2 separate regions of the Anas platyrhynchos genome follow, and region 1 is linked to region 2. Evidence: chromatin contacts called from public Hi-C data. All regions are on one chromosome and are shown on one strand. Each heading gives the region's core, a stretch centred on a gene start, on an enhancer-like site or on the middle of the called end of the contact. The rest is flanking DNA. Distances are from core to core; before and after follow the strand shown. Region 1 holds the start of SRP14 (signal recognition particle 14). Region 2 has its middle 21 kb from the start of BMF.

Evidence for each region. A called contact is a pair of places that touch in the nucleus more often than the background predicts.
Region 1: a Hi-C map of subcutaneous adipose tissue shows a contact between it and region 2, with 4 times the contacts expected there. The contact joins the promoter of SRP14 here to the enhancer-like site in region 2. A contact is called at or near these places in 5 of 8 Hi-C or Micro-C datasets (F1 follicle, F5 follicle, skeletal muscle and 1 more).

Annotation. Positions count from the first base shown.
Region 1 is chr5:38,591,343-38,598,376 of IASCAAS_PekinDuck_T2T, forward strand. SRP14 (signal recognition particle 14) reads left to right here and starts at 4,997. Exons shown (of 5, transcript XM_038180161.2): 1 at 4,997-5,154; 2 at 5,278-5,350; 3 at 6,002-6,114. The coding sequence starts at 5,131. It overlaps LOC119717144 (a long non-coding RNA gene), which reads left to right. Exons shown (of 5, transcript XR_011809733.1): 4 at 1-61; 5 at 823-3,974.
Region 2 is chr5:38,498,014-38,504,834 of IASCAAS_PekinDuck_T2T, forward strand. No RefSeq gene overlaps it. Among named protein-coding and RNA genes, the nearest start is that of BMF, 21 kb to the right of the region's middle. Within about 2 kb of position 1,283, at least 4 of the 8 cell types and tissues checked have an H3K27ac peak or open chromatin away from gene starts, as enhancers often do. A contact at or near this core is called in F1 follicle and subcutaneous adipose tissue, where this site is marked.

The DNA.
Region 1 (7,034 bases), core at 3,747-6,246, 97 kb after region 2:
AGAAGTCCAGCCAGGTCTCGTGTCAGCCTCAGCAGAGACAGGAAACGGTGCTGGTGAGTTGGTAGGTGACCCTTTTCTTCCTGAGAAAGCAACACCCCATGGTGTCAAGAGAACATAACGCTGCTTGCAGGTCTGTCCTTTTGAGGAGAGTGAAAACGGAGGAGAGCAAAGACCTTGTGACTCCTTTTGTAATTACACATCCCCTCGTGCTCGCTGGTATCAAGGACAATGTTGTCCTCCCTAGTGTCATTCTGTTGACCTACAATTCCCATTGACTGTTTTTTCTTTTCTCTATTTTTTTTTTAACATGGTGTGATATTCTTCATTCTGTCTCTTAAGTACATACATAGAAAAAAAATATCCTGTAACCTCACTGGGAATGTCTGGTGGAAATTTTTCACAACTGCATTTCTATGTTTCTGAAAGTAGGACACATCAGTGTGAAAGAAATGATGCTCAACCCAATCTCTGTCACCTCATTACTCTTGAGCTCCAGCTTAATTACCTCCCTGATGCTTTGCACAGCTCTTAACCAGACATGCGGTGTCTGCTTAAAAATCTGCCATACAAAATGAAGTGATGACTATATATCCTCTTTCTGCTGGGAGATGAGCTGTGAGGTTTGGTAAATATAATTTCTAGAGAACCCAGAAGGTGCATCACATTGTGCAGGCCTGGTTCCGCACCGCAGACAACTTACTGGAGTTCACAGATGACTTACAAAGACCCACCGAAACCAGGCTCGAAGGTCATATCGCAAAATTCATTTAAAGATAATAACAAAGTTTTAACCCCAATAAATTTGTGGTTTATTGTTTACAGCTCCAAAGACAGAAGTTACGCTACCAGCTACCAAATTCTGACCTCCTGTGTCTCACTATGACTGTACTGACGCCAGTGGGACTGCGAGACAGATGAATTTGATGGTTTATTTTCGGAAAGTTTTTGAGCTTTGTGTGAAAGTCCATACCTCAAAGTGTCTGTGTGGGAAGTGTTTGAACCCCACGCAAAACTTCCTCCTGGTTCAAACACAGGCCTAAGGCTGCCATTTCAGTAGCCCTGTTTTATTCCAGTAACCCTCCAAAATGTAAGCAAGGTACACACTGAAACTTTATTTCACAGCCTTGAGAATTGGTAACATGCTAGTTTTAAGAGTACAAAATAATATAAGGTATAACCACCAAGTTACTATAATTTTGTCCATGGAGAATATAAACGGGGAGCTCAACCCAGGCACTTAATAATACAGTAAATATGCATCCCTTATCTTCCCTGACAGAGAAGCTTTCCAAAATCTGGGTGGTACTTCAAATCCATGAAGTCCCTTTCCAGCAAACAATCTTTTTGTGTCTCACTGCAGATAGGCTTTGGTTTTTGCTACTATAGTAATGTGGTGCATCAGAGTTTCAAGAAACTTATCTATTTCCTGGTTTCCCTCACAATCAATAAATCACAGCTAACGTTGCTATTACACAATGAAAGTCAGTGTTTGGTGGATTCAGGGTTACACTTAGCCTATCTGTGACAACAATTCTATGGAAATAAAAAATAATATTAAATAAAATATGAGGTATTCACGAAGATGAATAGCGGTGTTTAGGATAAAGCTCAGGGCACATGCACTAGATCCTAAGACATGACAGAAGACCTTCAGTCTCTTATGGAGAGCTTCTCTCTGGAAGTTGACCTCACTGTTGCCTCAGCAGCTTCCTGGTGGCATATCTTGCTCTCAGAAAGATCTTTCAGAAATGTCCAGTTTAGTTCTGAACCTATGTTCAGAATTTCCTTTTCATTATTATTGGCTGATCAGGCAAATCATACCACTTTGTGTACTTATATAGTGTTCAGTAGCTCTCTGATTGTTGTCCCTCTGCATGTCCTTTACTTCTTTACAGGCTGACATTTGCCTGTACCTTGGTCATCTGCTGACTGCTGTGTTGGAAATCTACTTAGCACTAGGAAAAAGTGTTCACTTCTCTTGTTAGAATTTTTCTTCTTTATTTCCCTGGCACAGAACTTGGGGATATTTTGGCAGCTGTTTCAGGGTTAACTGCCTTTCTGCCCAACCAGCTGCTGTTAAATTTTGGGCCCAGAAAACTTTCCCTATGCCCACTGATCTCTGATCTGGTGAGGCTAGGAGGGCACTGAGGTGTGCATCTCTGTTTTTCCAGTGCTAATGATAGGGTGGTAAAGGGGTGGTGGTGTTCCTGGGGTTTTGCTGTGGTACTGCCTCTTTTTGCTGCGCATAGTTACACTGTGACGAGGTATGCCTGAACTCACAGATCAAAGTGAGTTACCAGAATGATCCACTTGTGAGCTGTGGGCCATTATCTGTTATTAACTCATCTCGAGCAGCATGGTCAGCAAACTGTAATTTGCAGTATGTTATTACATTTCTGCGCTGCGGTGTGCGGCAGCTGAGTGTGTGTGTGTGAGATAGCCCAGAACGAGCAGTAATCTTTTCTAGCTCGTTCAAATAGATCCTTGCCAACTTCTTCTAAAGTTGATCAAGAATTTAATTTGCTTCTGATAATCCTGTTTTTCTGCTTCCTGCCCCTCCCTGCACGCTGAGCAGAGCAGAGGTTTCACCTTCTCTGTTTCTCTCCAGTACAAGCCTGCTTCCAGGAAAACTTGGAAGCACAGCAGCAACCTCCTCCAGTTCTCTGCCAGATTTCCTTCAGGATTTAATGATTCAGGTGGCTTCATTTGCTAAATTTTTGCCAAAAAAAGTAGTTCTCTACTGACACCATATAATAAAGTTGAGCAAACAGGAGGGTTGGTAGGAGACTTATTTTTATTGCCTGGCTCTGGTCACATGACAGATCAGGTTACAAAATACTAGTGCCCCTGCCAGCTCTTAGGATCCACCAATTCCTCCTGCTACTGTTTTAATCCAACCTGTCTTGTCTTTTTCCTTTTATTTATTTTTTATTTTTTGCTGGGGGTAGAGGGTGAGGGGAAAGGTATTGCGCTGGGGCAGGAGATAAAGTGAAAAGCAAGTGTATCATGATTGGGAGTATCCCTTTAGCTCCTTCTGTGTTTGTTCAGCACTTTTTCACCAGCTGAGTAGCTTATTGCCTCCGAGTGTTGGCAGCCTTTGGCAAAGTTAAAGCAATGTCAGCATTTCCCTGTTCCATCTATTTTTTGGAAAAGAATTGTTAAAAATATTACATTTTCACCTTGTTTGCAAGTTGCGATGAAGGCTTCTCCCCTAATTAAATTGTGACATTCTGGCTTGAAAAACAGCTCCACGATCGGGAAGATAAGCTAACAGTAACAACAAAAATCCTCTGCTGCACTTATGGAAAGAAATTCAGCAAGTCAGTGGAGCTGCTTCTTTTATTAGCAGTGAGACCCAAATCTTTTCAGAAAAAAAAAAAAAAAAAAAAAAAAAAAAAAAAGCTGATGAAACGTAGATTTTAAAAATGTTAACTTTACACAACTCTAGAGTTCTATATCATAACAGTAAAATCCTCTATTAACAGGGAAAACCTTTCAGTTTGTACAAAAGCAATCCCAGCACTACCTTGTGAAGAGGCAGAAATTGAAATTGTAAGCTGGAAGCTGTGGCATTGCACAGTACTGACAGTTACAGTATGCGAACATCTGTGAGTGCAACAGGAGATGGTAGGGCTCCTCGCTGTGTAATCTGTGTTTTACTGACACCAAGCAACGTCAAGAGGAATCGAACAGTCAGAGCTTCTGGTAGAAGTTTCTCTCTCTCTCTCTGTTTGCATACCTTGGTATATAACCTATTGTGAAACAAAGGCTCTCCAAAACCGTACATTTCTAAAAACTTCTCATGTTTTAGATACCTACAGTAAGTCATTTGTCACACACTGGAGACACACATGCTATCTCCAACAGATTTTGAACAGTTGTCCCCTGCTTCTCTGTATTCCCTTTGTCTGGAACCTGTGGTCTCCTCACTTGTGGTTTGTTTTTCTTGCTCGTCTGCTCTGAAATACTTACTGTCCTTCCTGAATTAGGAGTGTCTGTCTGTATTCAGAGAAAGGTTCTCACAGTGGTTTCTCCCAGCATACAGTGCTATCAGAAATCCTGGTATCACCGATTCCTTCAAGGAATCTACCTCAGGAGGCAGCTGCCCAATGCCCCTGTCCCAGATGCTGTAGCTACACTGCTACTGCTACCTTGATCGCTGGCTTGGATTGGCCAGGACTGTGTCTGCAGTGCCAAAGGCACACCTCAGCAGCAGCAGGAGCTCCCAATAGCGGGTTGAGATTTTTGTGTAGAAGAAAGACTCCGTGGTGCTCATCCTACAAGAGTTAATGGGTTTCATTGCATGAAGTGTGGAGAAAAACTCTCTATCTTCTCTCATCTTTAGGAGAGAGGAGCTGTCCTACAGAAGAGTGGGGAGAATGGTTTGGGGCCACGCAAGAATCCTCTGGTGGATTTGAGGGTCAGAATTTGGTTGAGAGCTCTTGCGCCCATGCTTCAGCTACACGACCACCCATCTGCTCTTTTGGCGACCATGACTGGCAATGCACGGCTTTGGGCTCCCAGTTTCTGTGCCCATGGTAGTTTCCAAGGGAGAACGTTGCAAGCGCTGAGTTTTTCCATTTCTGTTTTACTTTCACAAGTTGCCCATAAAAACCCGCAGCACCCCCGCATTGTCCTCGCTCGGGTCTGATACAACGCAACCCTACAGACACAAGGACAAACGCGCGGTGCGGGCGGGCGGCGCTGGGGCCGGGCCAGCCCTGCTGAGGCGGTGGCCGGGACCCGCTGAGCGCTGCCCGGCGCCCGCTGCGCGCGCCCACAGCTCCCCCTGCTGCCAAGCGGGGGCAGCGAGCGGCCGCGGGGGCAGCGGGGACGCCGCGGGGAGCGGCCGGGCCGAGCCGGGCTGCGCCGCCTCCCCTGCGGCCCCTCACAGCTCCTCACCGCCCCCCCCGGCCCTAACGGCCACTAACGGCCACTAACGGCCGCCCCCGGCCGGCCCCGCCCCCCCCTCCCGGGGCTGACGTGGCGCTGCCCGGCGGCGGGGCGGGGGCGGAGCCTCGAGGCGCCGCGCGTGCGCAGGGGCCGGGCGTGCGTGCTGTGCGTGCTGTGCGTGCGTGCGTGCGCGCGGCGTTTCCGGGCCGGCGGCGGAGCGCGGAGCTGGTGGGCGCGATGGTGCTGCTGGAGAGCGAGCAGGTGCCGGGGGGGGGGGAGAGGGGGCCGCGTCGGGGCGCTGGGGGGGGGCCGGGCCCGGGCCGGGGGCCGTTATCGCGGTGTGGGCCCCCAGGCGAGGCCCCGCTGTGCCGCCTTCTCTTGCAGTTCCTGACCGAGCTGACCCGGCTGTTCCAGAAGTGCCGCACGTCCGGGAGCGTCTTCATCACGCTGAAGAAGTGTGAGTGGGGGGGGGGGCAGAGACGGGCGCCAAGGGCTCAATGCGGGGGGGGGACACGACACGGCCCCTCTGCTGCGGGGCTGGGAGCCGTAAAGGCAGGCGCTGCTCTGCACCACGCAGAGCAGGGAGGCGTTCTGGTTACTAAGAGGTAACTGAAAATCCACGGGCTGCTGCAGTGGGGAGCTGTGGTGGTGCTGCCGTGTCCCAGGGATGTGGTGGATCCCCCCAGCATTTTGAGGCTTACAGGGTTCAGCCACACGGGGTGCTAAGGGAATCCTGCCTAGGCCCCGCTTCTCCCATGATGAGCTGAACCAGGCGGTCTCTGAGGTTCCTCACGGCCTGGGCTTTTCTATGGCTCTGTGCTGAGTGCTGTAGGTTGAAGTGCATTTGAAACATGCGGTTCACGCAGCGTGTCTGCGTACAGGTTTGTGTGTTTGTGCTGGGTTAGTCAGGTAGCCCAGGCAGCCCTAGTTTATGGGATTACAGATGAAGGGATCTGTGAACAGTTTCACAGTAATTCAGTTCAGATGGCCATAAATTTTCAGATATTTTTACAGATTTCCTCGTGAGCAATTTTTAATGTCTCAAGTCAGGAGGCATCCCACAATTTCTAGCCAAATACAAATAAACATTCTCTGTATTTCAATGCAGATGATGGTCGAACAAAACCAGTCCCGCGCAAAGGCCACGTAGAAAGCTTTGAACCCGCAGACAATAAGTGTCTTCTCAGAGCAACGGATGGAAAGAAGAAAATCAGCACAGTGGTAAGTGACAACTTGGGGCTAGAATGATGAGCAGCCCTACCTGGCTTTCATGTAATACCTCGTGTTTTAAGTGAAGCTTGTCGTTGCATCGATTTCATGAGAATTGCCCCCTTAGTTCTACAGAGAAACCGTATGGTAGCTAAAAGCACAACTGAAATCGGGATGCCAAAGTGTTGCAGTTGCAGTTCGTGTTGCAGATGGGACAGTTGTTTGGTTTTGTTTTTGTACACAGCATTTGGCTTCAAAATGGTGTTGCCAGACAAGCAGGAAGGTTCCCTGCCTGTTTTCAGAAACCGTGGCTGTTGTGTTCTCAGTCAGGTGGAACTGGAGGGAGGGAAGGGGGAAGCTCCTTTTGGAGACAAGGGTAATGTGGGCAGAAGGAAAGAGGACAGTGACAGAACCTGCAGTGTGAGGACAAATGGTGTGTCTCTAAGGAGAAGAAAGGTCCCACAGTCAACTTTGGCTGACAGAGGCGGCTTTTGGAATTACTGAAGTGGAATTACTGAAGGTTATTGCACCCCGTCAAACAACAGAATGTTCCCTGACTTTGAAGCAATAGGAAAGGGATTTGTGTTTCTTGCCAGTAATAGACAGGCATGGGGTAGACTCACTTAGCACACCCAGTTTTCTTTCTTATTTACAGAGCTGTTTATATTTCAGGAGGTGTTAACCTTAAAAGTTGAGAGCCTGATGGGTTTCCTTTGAATGTGAGATTGAGAGAGGCTTTAGCTGACTTCAGATCTTCTTAGTGAAGTAATCCAAGGAAAAATGTTGCTTTGAGAAATAGTGGGGAGGATCGGGGCTGTAGTGTTTCATACCAGGATTTGCATTCTGACGTCAATTAAGTTCTGGCCCTACAGTGAAATAAAACCTTCCATAGAATGTTTCTTCACCTCCTTCCCATTTGAAAACACAGATTT
Region 2 (6,821 bases), core at 33-2,532:
TGTGATCCGAACTTCTTTTTTTTCTCCAGTAAACACATTTGACATCAGTCAGGCTGGCTACCTGACTTAAGATGTGGCATTCACAAGGATCCTAAAATAGCTTCTGTCCCCTACTTGGCAATTATTTTAGGAGCACACGAAACAAAGGCTAGGAACATGCAGTCAGAGCAGCAACCAGAAGTCCCCCATCCCTGGGGTTCATCGGATCTCTCATAAACCTGCTGCCTGCATCCTGCTGCCTCCTCACACAAGGCTTGGCTACTTGGTTATACTCAGTAAAGCTAAGGTGAAGGAACTACTGCAGCAAAGGTGGTGAACATTCAGTAAAACCCATCTGGTTTAACCCTGCTTTAACGTCTCCTTTTAATTGTTTTTATAATGCAAGCATTCCTGTATCCTCAGAGGCGAACACCTGACCAAAGTTTGCTCTTTTGCTTCTTTAAGTGTGAATTTTCCTTTCCCTTTGAGGGTGCTGTCCCCCAGCACACTGCTGCTGTGGCTGTGGAGTTTCCTTGCTGGCCACCAGATGCAGCTCCAACCCAGCCTGCTGCCCTGGGCGGCTGAAATCATTTACATTCATCAAAAGTGATTGCCTCCGTGCAAAAATGCAGCTCACCAGCACACTGTAACTCTTCAGAAAGAGCATTATGCCAGTGGTGTCACTTAAGGCACAAGGGAAGAATGAAAATGCAGAGAACAGTTTGATCAGTGGTGCGATATTATAGCGGGTCAACTCAGTCCTATCTATGATGACTTTGGTATTGTAGCATCAGGGACAGGGTTTGTTGTACTGTGAAACACCATATTCCTGCTGAAACAACACACCAGCTCTTTCAAGTGCTAACTGCATAGCAGTGCTTTGAGGATTTCAGATCAGGTTCAGCAGCTGGAATGAAGCAACTGCTAAGGAGAAAGTTACACGGCGTTTTCTGGAGTGAGAAGCAATGTGAAGCATTATGTAAATATGATGCATGTCTCAGTAAGTTTGACTCACGTTGAAATCCAGCTTTTCAGGAAGCATTTGTTAGTGGCATGCTTCTAACACCACTGCTATCTCTTTACCAGTTGCGATCTCAGGCGATTTGAGAGCATGGAATAATGGAGCATCCTGTCTATAGAGGTTGGGTTTTTTTCCCATTCTCCATTGCCCCCGGGGGGCAGCTCCCTGTCGCCCTGCCCGACGCCCCCTGCCCGGGCTCTCCCCCCTGTGCTGCGGGACGTCCCCGGGAGCGGGAGCCGCGCTGCGGCCCCTGCTGCACCTCCCGGCGCCGGCGAGCGGCACTGTTGCCTCTGGCTGCGGGGCAGAGATGCTCCGGCCCCGCTGCCCGGGCTCCGTGGGGATTTGCCCCGCACCCGGGCGCTGTGCGGGCTGGGGGGGAAGCGGGGATGCGGTGGCCTCGGGGGCTGTGTGGCGGTCCCCTCTTATTCGCAGCTGGGAAGGTGCTGGGGGGTTCCTCTGCTGGGAGCTGAGGGGGACGGGCACGCTTGGGCTGCTTGGTGCTGCTCAGCTGGTCCGAGCCGAGGCACCATGCAGCACCTCGCTGCCAGGCCTCGACCCCTCCGTTCCTCAAAAAGACCCCAAATTTTACCTTCAACAACACCAATTTATCTGTGTCGCTGCAAGGTCCTTCCATGAAAGTGGCCGACAAACTAGGCCATCAGATCCTGAACTCCGCTGCCGTAAATCTGGAGTGAAAAAAGCACCAGTAGCTCCAGCAGATTTATATTAGATTGCTTCCATTTGTGCTGAACTACCACAAAACTCTTCCAGCCTTGAAACTGGCAGCTTAGTTACTTTACTCTGAAGGTCCTGGTCACCGCGCCAGAGATAAGATTACAGAAGGCTTTTCCTTTTAATCACATCGCTGCCAACTTGTACTTCTGTCATGAATATTCTTTTAAAATAGTCCTCTCAGGGCAATTAAGAAAAACAAAACAAAACAAAGCAAAAAAAATAGGGAGAACAAAGAGACTGTCATTAGTAATCCAAGTAGGGTTTCTTTTCTGAGAAAGGATTAACAGCGAAGATAAAAAGCAGAACGAGAAGGCAATTAATGTTGTCATTATCAGCAATTTCTTCAAATTAAGTTGGCAAGTCCTGTATTCAGTGCACAACATTCATTGTGGATTGGCATTTGAAAAGATTTGTAAGAATTAAAAGTAAGTGTTCAGAGCAGGGCTGCAGAAGCATGGTCTGGGTTGGGAGCCAGGGTAAATTCTGTCAGGGCTCGGAGGCAGCTCTAGCCCCGCGAAGTGTCACCTGCTCCCAGGAAGATCCTGTATTTTTTCACCCTTCTCCCAATCTCTCAGGGAAAAGGTAAGCATGTGAAGTTTTTGGCAGACCATCCGAAACTGGAGGTTATGCATTGCTTGCTGAGTTGCGGGTCTATACAGAAACTACATAGCAGACCTCAGCATAATTAAAAGAGTAGCTTGCTTTAGACTAAAGGAAACTAATGACATTATGGTGAAAGAAACCAAGATGGGAATTTCCTTCTTTGAACCAGTGAAGAGCTTCTGAGAGGTCATTGAACACCATGCGACTATGATGAATTTTAATAGAGCATGTGGTAGGGATGGCTGAAGAACCTCAGCTAATTTATATTATAATAGGATTTGCTTAGTGGGGAGTTCACTCCTGTGGGAGGAATGAAATGTCACTGAACATGTGGAATTTCAGAACAAAAAATAGTTAGTAGCCAATAAACAATGGTGCAATATTAACACTGACAGGCTCCTCCGGTTCATATCATCAAGCAAATACCAGCAAGAAGACAGGATGTTGCCTGTGCCTATCCTTCATGTTCTGTGGCCCTAAAATGCTGGGCTTGTGACTTTTCTAGACTGTCCATCCTTGGCTTTGCCAAGAAAGGAGAAAACTGCACAAAGTGTCCTAGGACAAGAGATTTGTTAAATAACGTCACCAAAAAATCTGATCTCTTTGTCTCTGTCCCTTACACCTTCTAGCTTTGCTTAGCCAAGGCCACCGAGTTCACGACAAAGGCGTGAGACCTTGCTGTTGTTGCTCATCCCTGCCCGCTTACTCTCAGGACTGCTCCTCGTGTTTTCCACCGACCATTCCCATCCTGCGTGCCTGCTGCTCCTGCCTCTTTTCCTCCTGGCTTTCTCTGCATTCTCCAGCTTTTGTCTGCTGCTCCCTGCTCTGCCTCCATTACTCCCTTTGTTGTCTCCCTTGTGCCTTGCTCCACTCTGCAGCCTCCCGGCCCCTTGTTTCTCCTCGCCGTGCATCCAGCCACTTCCTCTGGTGTATCTGCTGCTCCGCCACGCACAGCTGCCGCCCTTCTCTCCACCTCCACCACTCCCGCTGCTGCTCCGCACGCAGTTTTGACCAGCTCCACTTCCAAACAATGAGGCTTTGACCTCTTTCCCCTGGGAGAAGATTTCACAGCCAAACACGTCTCACTGGCAGGAGCTTTTCCTGATATTCAGCCTGTTTCCTTCTCCCATTGCTCCTACTTAAATCTCCTTATATTGAACTAACAGCTTGTGCCCCAGGCGAGGTGTTTATACCCCTCCATTGCAAAAAAGTTTTGAATGCAGACAGCCAGGCCAAGAAGAACAGGGGCACCGTGCATCCCAGTAAGTAAGATACCATCATACCCAGAAGGAACAGAACAAATACACTCACCATAACGAAAAATAGGCCACATGCCTTACAAAAATTCACCAAGAGCCAAGCCTTGATCAGCTTTTATCCGTCTGCAAGAAAGATACTAATGCAGACAGCTGTGTCAACAGCCTGGGAGCCAGGGGCTGAGTGAACCTGAGCTCCTGGAGGGGGTGGACAGTGATCTGAAGTAGGTGAATAAGGCCCAAACTGAAGAAGCTTTGATGCAGAGAGCGGACATTGATCCCAGAAGGTACAGGAGAAAGGCATTAGGCTTGCAGAGAGAGTAAATGCAGGAGACATCAAGATGGTGTAGCTCAAAAGGGAAGAAATACGGCTGGCAGGATGGGAGGGAGACATCGAGCAGCTGGGACACAGACTGAGCTGGATTAGGGTGTCCTGCATGGGTGACATGAGCAATGGGGGTCAAAGGCAAGCACACCCTGCACAGAGCCAGGTAAACACACTGCAGAAGTGTCTGACGCCAACTGGGAAGAGTCATGTGTAAAGGGCAAAAGCTGGCTTCTGCCTAAGAATCTGGAAATTGTTCGGCAGAAGGAGGGATTAAGACTGATACTAAAGCTTCATGTCCAATGTGCAGTTTCTGAGGCAGCCAGCCTGTACACATGTGAAGCTGAGGCCACCTGCCCACACGGTCACCCAAATTCCTGCTCTGCAGGCTCAGCATGGGCACCGAGGACAGACCAGGCATCGCAAGCCCCCTATCGCTCATGAAGCAAGGTGATTTTTCTCCTTCCTTCCCTGTCTCCCTGCTGCATCTTGCCACGTACTCAGCACTGGCACGTGTTCGCACCCCTCCATCAGCTGATGCAGCTCACGAAACCTCCACAACAATATCCTCTTTCTTACCACCGTTTTTCTGCTGGCTTAGTGAAGTGAATGGCTTTGTACAAAGGGTCCATCACGCACCATTTTAAAGCAGAGAGCGAGCTGGTACAGCTGGGCACAGCATGGTAGGGACGAAGGGAAGAGGGAGCAGGATTCCCCCTGCCTCGTGAGTGGCGAGAGACCAACCTAGCTTAGCCGCACAAGGAGCTACACCCTGAGCAAGCATTTTCTTCTTTTTCTCCTGCATTTTAAAATGTGCTAACCTATATGTACCCATTAGCACATTGTAAGAGCTGCTCGTTTTCCCTGTCTAGACGGGACTTTCAAGCAGACATTCAGATCCGCCTTGAGGCATTTTGTCAGGGCAGTCCTCAAAAGCACCCTTCCGAGGCTCAAAAGACAGCTTCAGATGGCAATATGGAATCTTGTTCTTAATGATTAAAACAGCTTATTTTGGCCAGTCCGAAAGCTAAATTAGTAATACCAGCTGAATTAATAACAGTGAAAACCACTTATTAGAAATTATAATGGTGCCGAATAGCATAACTGATCCCCTATAGTGTAAATCAACCTGGCCCCATTTATGTAATGAAGCTACAGCTGCTTACAGCAGCCAAGGACCTGCCCTAACGTTTTCTTGCTTTTGCATGTACCTAACATAACATCGCAACCTTCTTGCTCAGTTTTTCTGCCTTTCTTATAATTTTTCCCTTAGAGGGCTTCTTTAGACATAGCAAAGACTGCTCGGTAATTTTTATGTCTAGCCTCCTATTTCCCTTGCTACTCCCCCATGCAGTAATTTGTGTTGGGAAAGGTAAATCAGAGCCACATGTTCCCTTTATAAGCCTGAGATAAAGGGCAGCAGCAACACAGCTTGCTGCGAATTCACCGGCCTTATTCCATCTGCCGTTAATGACAGAGAAGATCACAGTATCAGCAAGCTTCCTCTGCTTTGCATGTTACTTAGTTTCTTCTGTCGGTGAAGAGGCAGCTGAGTGGTACAGCACACCCCAGTGCTCCCAGGCAGAGCCCCTGTGACAATTAGATATGTCGTCACATCCAGCGTGCATCACTCATATCACTGGGGACATCCCATCATGGGAGATACGGCCCAGTCAGGTTCTGCAGCTCTGGGACAAAGATGAGCATTATTACTGGATCAAAGAAAAAATGCCTTTATTAATATCACGCCTAGGGACTGACAGTCCTCTGAGTCACAGCACTGTGAATCATGATCTATTCCCATACAGGCAAGAGCATCACTGTGGAATTACACTGTCAGGAGCGGAGAATGAAACTCTCGGGCTTATTCTGGCTCTCCTGTGGGTTAGGCTAAGTAGCATTTCCCCAAAGACTAACCATTACTCCATCTGTCTCTAGGTGAAGAGTGCAAGACAAAACTGACTATCAGAACAGGTATTGAATTCTCACTCCCACCAGACATTTTTAGGAACTATTTGTTTCATCACACATTTCCTTAGTTGTTCATACCTTTCTGAGGTTACATACGCACAGAAATATACACGTGTCCTGCACTCACATCTACGCTTAGAAATGAGCTAATTCCATGGGTCATTTTAGGTAGTATTTTCTATTAACACTGCTGACCATTGCTTGTTTTTAACACAGCTAAAAAGAATCTGGGTTTTCCAGAAAAACAATCAATGCTTTCCAGAATGGCTGCTTCAACAAAGTTATCAACAACTTTTAAAGAACACTTGCTCGACATGCACTCCACTTCAGGACTGTCCGATCATATTACCTGGAGCTGCTGGGAAAGATCCTGCCAAACTGAGTGTTGGAGGAGCTTAAACACTGTTGATACCAATACTGCAACATTTTTTCCCAAATTAGTGCTGGGGTTCATCTCCGGCTGAAAAAATGACTGGATGTTTTTCGCACCTTACATGTATATTAGACTCTGAGACTTTCGGAGCTTTTCTGGGGCTATTAGGACTGATTCTCAGTGAATGATACCTGGATGTCTTTGCTCCAAAGACAGAAGAATGCCTCACAGCCATGCAGTGTGGCACCTTAATCCTTCGCCAGGACATTTCCACTACCTAGTGAAAATTTTGCCCAGAGGCATCATGCTTTGCTGCAGGCCTTATTTGACAGGAGATACTGCACCCCAGGTACTTAATAAAGCTCATCAATGTAACGATCTCCCTTTTAGCAGAAAACTAACCATGACTGCAGTGTAAAGACCCAGCCAACATTTTCACCAGTGCACTGGTGTAAATGAGAATGGGGACACACCAGCTTACAACACGGTGAACTTGGCTATGAACCCAGCATCAGCTGCAGGGTAAGCAGTTACGCCACACAGCCCAACACAAGAGCG